Linked DNA regions of Rattus norvegicus: region 2 is linked to region 1. A link is a contact called in public Hi-C data. All regions are on one chromosome and are shown on one strand. The core of a region is the stretch at or near the end of the contact, and the rest is flanking DNA. Distances in the headings are between cores, read along the strand shown. Region 1 holds the start of Hspa4 (heat shock protein family A (Hsp70) member 4). Region 2 holds the start of Shroom1 (shroom family member 1).

The links. Hi-C and Micro-C count contacts between places; a contact is called where the count stands out from the background.
Region 2: a contact with region 1 is called in a Hi-C map of liver, with 3 times the contacts expected there. The contact joins the promoter of Shroom1 here to the promoter of Hspa4 in region 1. A contact is called at or near these places in 2 of 12 Hi-C or Micro-C datasets (kidney and liver).

The regions. Positions count from the first base shown.
Region 1 is chr10:37,947,129-37,951,818 of GRCr8, reverse strand. Hspa4 (heat shock protein family A (Hsp70) member 4) reads left to right here and starts at 1,984. Exons shown (of 19, transcript NM_153629.1): 1 at 1,984-2,315. The coding sequence starts at 2,209.
Region 2 is chr10:38,120,563-38,125,112 of GRCr8, reverse strand. It overlaps Shroom1 (shroom family member 1), which reads right to left and starts at 3,142. Exons shown (of 8, transcript XM_006246367.5): 1 at 2,500-3,142. The coding sequence starts at 2,553.

The sequences.
Region 1 (4,690 bases), core at 735-3,234:
TAAAAGGGAAGACTAACCCCTTACAGGGTCAGAATCATATCTTAATCAAAATAACTGAAGGACAGATTTTCCTCCCTGGGAGAGGAGAGTGTGTCGGGGCTCTGGGGATTTGGGATTTTGTAGGGCAGCGGAGGGAACTTTTGGCTGGGAAGACTTTTCTGCTTTCCCATACTCCTGCATCTTGGTGGGGTCGTTCTATGTTGGCATCTCTGTCGGAAGTTCAGTCATGTTGATCCCTGGTCTGGAGCCTTCTTGCTCCTGACTACCAGAAGGGAGTTTCTCAGGTGCTGAACCCTTTAGGCTATTAACCCTCACTCATTACCTTTTACTAGAATCCTTTTACTCCCTCCTGATAGGGATAAACCAGGGTTTGTGCCTGTGCACCCCTGTGTGGAAATGATGTGAGGCTGGCCATGCGCTGCACAGAGGCTTGAGGAGAGAAGATATCCTCTGTTGCACCCTGATGTAAGTTTTGGAGGCAGGGTCTCTCTCTGAAACTGTAGCTCTAGTTTTTGGACTAGGCTGGTAGTCAGGGAGCCCCTCCAGTTAACTTCTTGTCTTTGTCCTGCTTAGGGTCTAGATTATAGGTGTGGTGGGATTCAAACTCCAGACTTTATTGTTTCACAGCAAATATTAACTGTGGGCCATCTCTCCAGCACAGTTTATTTATTTATTTATTTATTTATTTATTTATTTATTTTAAAGATTTATTTATTTATTTTGTATATGAGTACACTGTAGCTGTCTTCAGACACACCAGAAGGGGACATCAGATCCCATTACAGATGGTTGTGAGCCACCATGTGGTTGCTGGGATTTGAACTCAGGACCTCTGGAAGAGCAGTCGGTGCTCTTAACCACTGAGCCATCTCTCCAGCCCTCCAGCACAGTTTATTGTGTTGAAGCTTACACTGTTAGGCACCTTTTAAAAAGAGGGTACAGATAAGCGAAATTTGAAAATTCTGACAATTTTGAGGTGTTGGGGATCCAATCTGAGGTCTTGAGCCTGCAAGTATTCTAGCACTGTATTATATATCCCCAGCCACAAAACAGCTGGAAACTGGGAGACTCAGGATTTTCCTTCTGTAATCTGTGTGGGTAGATTATCAGAAATGCTTTGAAGCTGGCCTCCTCTCCAACTCTCAGCAACTGGCTCAATCCGGCGTCGCTGTAGTTTCAGATTCTTTAGCCTAAAGCAGATATCGTGGGGGGCAGGGCTGTAATCCCAGCACTAAGGACAAAAACAAGTGCTTTAGAATTTCAAGGTCATCCGTGGAAACTGCATGAGATTTTGCCACCTCCCCACCTACTCTATATAATAATATATGTATTAGCATCAAGTAAACTTGACACTGGTCTTAGACCTTCCACTCCACGGAACATGTTATCTGGACCCTTGTGTCCAGCTCAGGGACATCTATGACTGAAAGGTCTCTTCTCTGACCTAGGGACGTGAATTAGGTTGAAGAGTGGATTCCTCTTTTCTTCGTTAGCGTTTGTTTTTAACACTGAGTTTTACGTAGAACCAAGCTGAAACAGAGGACTCTTAGCAACTGCAGAATTAACTCAGTTCACAGTGGGCCCTTATAAAAACTGCGGAGGGCTTGCGAAGTCACTGCCGGAAGTTCCTCCGCGGTGACGAGGACGGCGGAAGTGGGCTCGATGCAGCTTTCTGAAGTATTGTCTCACTCCCGCTCTCCTTACTTCTGGATGGGCGGCGCACTACAGTTCAGCGCGGCTGTAGGGGCTTCTCCGCGCAGGCTCAGTTGACAACTTCGCGTCGGACAGCTTTCGTCCGCCCACTTCCTTTCCCGTTTCCTGTGCTAGGATGTGACGCAATACTTTGTCAAACGGGAGGAGCCTCAGGAGGAAAAGCGTCTGAGCTGGGATCTCGCGAGAATATTTCGTTCCAGCGCAATTCTCGCGCTGCAGCCTTGCTCCTGTCGCAACGAGAGCCTTCGAGATCTTCTCCGCCCCCACTACCGGCGCCTCTTCTGCGGCCGTGGAGCCGGAGCCGGCCTGAGCGGTAGAGGCCCGTCTTTTTCAAGGACCCAAGCATCCTCGTGGACGGTCGTCCGGCTTCGCCCGCCCAGCCGCGGTGCTCCATCAGCCCACGCGGCGCGCCCTCTCCACGCGCCAACCCCGTCGGGTTCCGTGTGCAGTGTCGGCGGCCGGCCCTGGGCCCGAGCCCGAGCAGTAGCCGGCGCCATGTCGGTGGTGGGCATAGACCTGGGCTTTCAGAGCTGCTATGTCGCTGTGGCCCGCGCCGGCGGCATTGAGACGATCGCTAATGAGTATAGCGACCGCTGCACGCCGTAAGTGTGGGTTTGGATGGTGGGGTCGCCTCGCTTTCCAGTGGAGGGTCCGCAGGAGACCCCCGCCGAGTGCCGGGTCGCCCGCGGCTGCCACCTGCTTCGGAGCCTGGGCCTGCGCCAGGCACGAGGCCTTTCGCGCGGTCCAAACGAAGGCTTTGAGCCGGTAGTCTGATCGGCGGAGGACACGAGTAGGAAGTGAAAGGGAAGGCGGGCCTGAGACCGTAGGATGGACCGCTCTCACCTCTTTTTTTTGGGGGGGGGGTGTCGGGGGTTAGCTCTGAAACTGGGCGCAGGGCTTGTTGAGCTAGTTGAATCCAGTAGAGGTTCGAACTCTGCACACCGCGAACATTTAATAAAAGTTAACTTGCAGATTTTGGTCTCGGGACTGGGAAGCGGTCTGAGTCCCACGTGAGTGGGGGCGGGGTGGCGCCCGGAAGATGCGGAGAATGAGTACCCATGGCTCACGCCCTTTTTCCCAGCAGCTCGCAATTGGGGTGACCAGGATACATAACGAGATTTAATAAAGCCGATGCTTTTCTTGATAGCGTTTTAACTCCCTCCATTCGTTTTTGGATATTGAGTTATGTTGGGTAATTCTTCACCCAGGCTGCTCACCTACTCCTTAATAGCATTAGTTTTTCATGCTAATGAATTCCAGCCGGAAGGTTGCCACAATTGTTGATGCATGACTCAAGGACTCACTTTGACTTCTAGAACTTACATGAAGTTACGGGATCGGTGTAGACAAATCGGCAAAAAAGATGACTCACCCAGACCTTGCTGGAGTAAAAGGGAGTCTTACTTTTTAAATATATGTAGTTTTTTCCACATATGTAGCCCAGGATGACCTGAAATTTTTATTTTTTTACTTCTGTCTCCCAGTGTCTGGGATTACAGGTGTGTTAAAATTTTTTTTTTTTTTTTTTTGGTCCGGCGATGGTGGCACAGGCTCTTGGTAGGCAGAGGCAGACCGATTACTGTGAGTTCGAGGCTAGTCTGGTTCACAGAGCAATTCCAGGACAGCCAGGGCTACACAGAAAAGAAAGTCCGGTCTTAAAAAAAGATTTTAATCTACCCAATTCTTTTTTTTTTTTTCTTTTTTTCGGAGCTGGGTACCGAACCCAGGGCCTTGCGCTCCCTAGGCAAGCGCTCTACCGCTGAGCTAAATCCCCAACCTCATCTACCCAATTCTTTAAATAAACTTTGGAAGAAGCTCTCTTGTTTCTGGGTTCACAGTCTCAGGTCATTGTTTTCATCTCGTGCTTTTAACCAACCTTCCACGCAGCTTTTCTGTATCCCAGACTGTATTGAAGTAACTTTGTGTCTGAGAATGAGTCTTACCCATCCTTCCTCCGTCACAATACCCAGTTTTTATACGATGGGGATTGAATTCGGGGCTTCCTGCATACAAAGCAATCTACCAACTAAGCTATTGTTATCCAGTTTTCAAGTTCGGAGTCACAAAGCTCTGGTACCATTATCAAAGTCAATTTTCACCCTCCCTCTCTCCTCCAATTGCCAAGCTCTTTCTCCATTTGTCATTTTTAACTAGGTATTCTGGTTAGTTTTTTTTTTTTTTTTTTCCGGAGCTGGGGACCGAACCCAGGGCCTTGCGCCTCCTAGGTAAGCGCTCTACCACTGAGCTAAATCCCCAACCCCTTTTTGGTTCTTTTTTTTCGGAGCTGGGGACCGAACCCAGGACTTTGCGCTTCCTAGGTAAGCACTCTACCACTGAGCTAAATCCCCAGCCCCTCTGGTTAGTATTTTGACAGAGGTATATGGTACTGTTTTTTGAAAAGTTAAAAATCTTGCTTCTAGGTATTTTAGCATTAATATATTTGATAATGATTCTGCTGGTTCCTGACTTTATCTGTAAAAGATCATCTTTCCAAGGAATTTCAATCTGGCTTCTTGGTCCTCATCTGCTTAGAATTGAACATAGTCGGGCAGAAGAAGCCTGAGGCTTGGGAAACACCGCCCCTCTCCTTCCTTTAGATTGCCTTAACCTGTTCCTCTCTTAGACGGACGGCAGCTGTGGCAGTTTTGCCAGGAGTTTCATCATTTGAAATTTTAGGAGTTGTTTTCTGATGGCAGTTAAATTTGCATAAAGACTGAATAGGTCATTAAGTAGATCCTGTGATTGTGTACTTTGCACATTGACTTATTTTTCCAATGTATTTTCCTTCATCACCTGACTGGGTTTTTTTTTGGTGGGGTGGGGGGCAGGATCTATCTACATAGGTCTGGCTGTTGTAAACTCAGTGCGGACAGTGCTAGGAGTAAAGGTGTGCACCACCACACCCTACTGTAGTTTCTTTTTTGAGACAAGGCCTCACTCTTAGGCTGACTTTGAAGGAACTAAAGAACTGCAGCCT
Region 2 (4,550 bases), core at 1,893-4,392, 170 kb before region 1:
TTGGGCAGGGCTGTCTACCGTGCAGGCCTAACAACTTGAGCTTGAGCTTCAGGATCCATTTAAAAAGTCAGATCCAGGGGCTGGAGAGATGGCTCAGTGGTTACAAACACTGTCTACTCTTCCAGAGGTCCTGAGTTCAATTCCCAGCAACCACATGGTGGCTCACAACCATCTGGAATGGGATCCCATGCCCTCTTCTGGAATGCGTGGTATACGCATACATACATAAAAATAAATAGATAAAAAGTCAGATTCAGAGTCTGGACAGATGGCTCAACAGTTAAGAGCACTGCTTGCTCTTACCATGGACCTAGCTTTGGTTCCCAGCACCCACCACAACCAACTGTGACTCCAGTTCCAGATGACCTAATGCCCTCTGAAGGCTATTGTATGTGTGTGCTTGACCACATACACATACACTAGAGTAAATACTTTTGAAAAGTCAGATGCTATAGTGCACATCAGTAATCTCAGCCTACCTACAGTGAGGGAGGTAGAAACGAGAGTCAGCTGGAAGACGGGAACCAGCAAGCTTCAAATACACTATGTAGCAGCAGAAACAAGAGAGACCTTGTATCATTGTGATGGTTTTGTATTTGCTTGGCCCAGGGAGTAACACTATTAGAAGGTGTGGGTCAATTGGAGTAGGTGTGGCCCTGATGGAGTAGGTGTGTCACTGGGGCTGTGGGCTTTAAGACCCTACTCCTAGCTGTCTGGAATTAAGTCTTCCACTAGCAGCCTTCAGATGTAGAACTCTCAGCTCCTCCTGCACCATGCTTGCCTGTATGCTGCCATGTTCCCGCCTTGATGATAAAGGACTGAACCTCTGAACCTGTAAGCCAGCCCCTATAAATGTCCCTGTAAGAGTTGCCTTGGTCACAGTGTCTGTTCACAGCAGTAAAACCCTCACTGAGACACTCACCCAGGTGGAAGGTGACAATGGATTCCTGACGTTCCCCTCTGGTGTCCATAACACACTGTGACACCCATGCTCACACTAACACTTGCATACACATTAAATAAAGTCATGAATGAAAATACCGATTTATAATGAACCATTAAATCTGTACATGTATCGTTTTCTTATTGCCCCTAACTTATCTATGGGATACTATTGCACTGGGTTTCTGTCCATGCAGAATTCCCATATTGTGCCTTTTTGTAGGACCTGCTGTACCACCAGGGCCTTGGAGCCTCCACACAGACAACACAGAATGTTCACATTTGTCCCCAGAGCAGGGACTGCAGCATAGAGTCTGCTAGAAAAACGGACTGGGATCCTGGGGATGGAGGAAGGTACTTGTTACCTAACAAAGGAATAAGGGGGCTCAGGACTCAGAACCAGGGCTCTTGAGGGTGGGAACACCAGCCCTGGGGGATGAAGGTGGCATGGACCTAGAGTGAAGGTGGACCCAGGCAAGCAACCGCTTGGACTTCAGTCAAGCTTTGTTGGGGAATTCGATGAAGACAGTTTTCAGTGGACAAAAACACACCAAGGTGATGCCTGTAAGTCTGGGTCAGGGGACAGGAGAGGTATAGGAGAAAAGACAAGTTCAAAGCTAATCTGGAATGAAACTGTCCTCTTAAGGGCCACCTCCCATCTGTCTTCCTGTGAGGGCCTGTGCAGGCCTCTCCTTGCCTCCAGCCTTCCCTCAGTACCTGGAGGGACTGTAACTGCACTCCCTGACTCTCCTAGAGTCAGAGGTTCAGGGTTCCCGTTCAGACCTTAAATCCTAGCATTCCAGGCTAGGTCCGATGGGTGAGCTTTCTGGCAAACTCCTTGGTTATCTTACCTATTCCCCAAAGGTATGGGTGACAGTGCACCCCTCTGCGACATCTGTTCTACAATGTAGTGGCTGGTTATACAGTCTCTGCTGGCCTTGAGCAGACCCTGGTGAGACCCAACTTCCAGGAGGGGTAGAAAAAGCAGCGTGTGACTGACACATGGATATGGATGGTCACTGCCACGGGCAGAGCACATACCTGGTGCTTCAAATTCTAAGCAAAGTGAAAAAGAGGATTGGAGCTAAGCCCTGGGGACCACAAGGGGCAGCAGAACCACACCAAGAGGTGAGGAAAGGGGCGCTTGGGACACTAGGAGAGAGGGTGGCCTCTGATCAGCGTATTTCTAGGCCTTTTCTGTGGAGTTCATGATCCGGGAAGATCGGGGATTGGGAGGGACCTAGATTCTCCAGCTCAAGAATAGAGGGTCGCCAGGCGGACGGCACTGCGTACGCTGAGTCCCTGCCACAGCTGGGCCACCTGGACAGCTCTGTCCCCTGCCAGGCCCGGCCGGAGAGTAAAGGTGCGCAGGGGCCCGACTCCACTGGCGCAGCCTGTCTGGACTCCCGGTCGAAAGGTCCAGACAGAAGGACGGTCAGGCTGCTACGCGGCCACCGCTGTCGCCAACCCGACCCTCCCGTCCGTGTCTCCCTCCTGGGAAGCGGATCTGTGGACCGCGTGCTGTGTGCCCCCTCACCCGGTCCCGCTGCGTCGTACCTGTGGCTCCAGCCCGAGACGCGCTCCAGGGTTCCGGCGATCACCCAGTGACATCCGAGCCCCGGGCTCCAGCTCCCGACGCCACCTCCAGTCCCCGGCCGCCGCAGGGGAGGCGCCACCTCCGGCCGAGGAGGGGCGGGAGTCTCGAGTGGTGGCGGGGCTCTGGGAGCCGCGCCCCTTCCTCTTGTGATTCTGTACGTGGTCCCAGTCCCGGGTCCTGGACCTCTAACCACTGCAGAGAACTCAAGCCCCAGGGCGATCGCACTCGCTCCAAGCGAGCAGGCAAGAATTTAGGACCAACAGGCTCCTCGGTGCAGAGGTCAAACCCGCCCCGGAGCAACAAAGGCTCACCCTTTTTTTTTTTTTTTTAATCTTAAAATAAAGTTACATTTATTTATTTACTTACTTATTTGGTAAATAAGTAATGGGGGAAGCTCCCTTGTGGAGGAGTGGGTTCTTTACTTCCACCCTGTGGAGGACTGGGATCCAACTCAGGAGATCTGGTTTGGTGAGATGAACCTTTATCCACTGGACCATCTCTCCTGGCCGGTTCTCTGAAACTCCACCGAGAAAACAGATGCGCCTGGAGTTCCTGTCTCCTGTCTTCCCTCTGAGTGTGCTTCGGAAGGCTGGCTACCTGATCAACTCGCTCTTCAGACCCACACTTCCAAAACCATGCCACCTACTGGACTCCTTCCACAGTAACTCCTCTTCGTCTTTGTCTCCTTCTTTCTCATAGCTCCCTCCATACCTGTGAATATATGCGCTCGCATCTGCTTCTGCTGGGGCTAGAGCAGTTGGCTAGAGGTGGCCCAGTGATTTAGACCACACGATGCTTTTGCAGAGGACCTAAGTAGGACTCCAGTGTGGTGGCTCACAATCATTTATAACTCTAATCCTAGGGGATCCAACACCCTCCTCTGACCTCTGAAGGCACCAGGCACGCACATGGTGCACAGACACACATAAATAAAAAATTTAAGAATATGAAAGAATGTTCCGTCGCTGGGCAGTGGTGGCACATACCTTTAATCCCAACACTTGGAGGTAGAGGCAGGCAGATCTCTGTGAGTTCGAGGCCAGCTTGGTCTACAGAATGAGTTTCAGGACAGCCAGGGCTACACAGAGAAATCTTGTCTCAGAGGGGAAAAAAAGTGATCTGTCTTCACCTGCCACTATGCTGTCTGTTGTTGAACTTTCCAAAGTCTGTGAGTACCCATCGTAGGAACTGAGAGGCAGAACTCCATCAGAGAGTCAGGGCCTGGGCCTAGAGGTCTCTATTTCCCTGGGTCTTCTAGGGATAGAGGAGACAGCCAAGGAGCCTGACTCCTGAGACACCCCCTACCCTGCCCTGTTCCACTTTTCTTCTGTGAGGAGGAAAAGCCGACTCCAAGGCCTAGAAGCTGGCCTACCAATGCCAGTTAGATGTTGGTGATGCCAGGTGCTGAGCCAACATTCACGGGAGGCCTCGGCTTCCTCATGAACACAAACTTCTGCACAAGGCATACACGGGTCATTCTGTGGCGGTGATGATCAGGGCACAAGCAGGTCTGCAATCAGATTGGACACAGACAAAATACAAACACAGTCCACACTTTGAGAATGAGCCAGTGTTTCCATCTGGGATAGTCAATGAGTCTTCTCAAGTAGCTGCTTTTGCAACTAGTTTCTCTCTCCCTCCCCCCCTTCTCCCTCCCCTCCCCCTCCCCTCTCCCTCCCCTCCTCCTCCCCCTCCCCTCCCCCTTCTCTCTCATTTGTATATGGTAGACTGGAGAGATGACTGAATGGATGGTTGAGAGTACTTACTGCCCCAATAGAGGTCCTAGGTTTGGTTCCCAGCTTTCATGTGACAGCTCACTACTGTCTGTAACTCTAGATCCAGGCCAGCCTGGGCTATGTAAGGAGACTTTGTCTCATAAAAAAATGAGAATCTAGATGGCTCTCCTCTTTGGTGGCTCTATGCTTTCTGAGACTTTGGGAGAGTTCTTCTCCAGAGTCCCCTGTATGGCCAGACTTATAAAGGGTTGGAGTCACAGAGCTTGCTCACCATG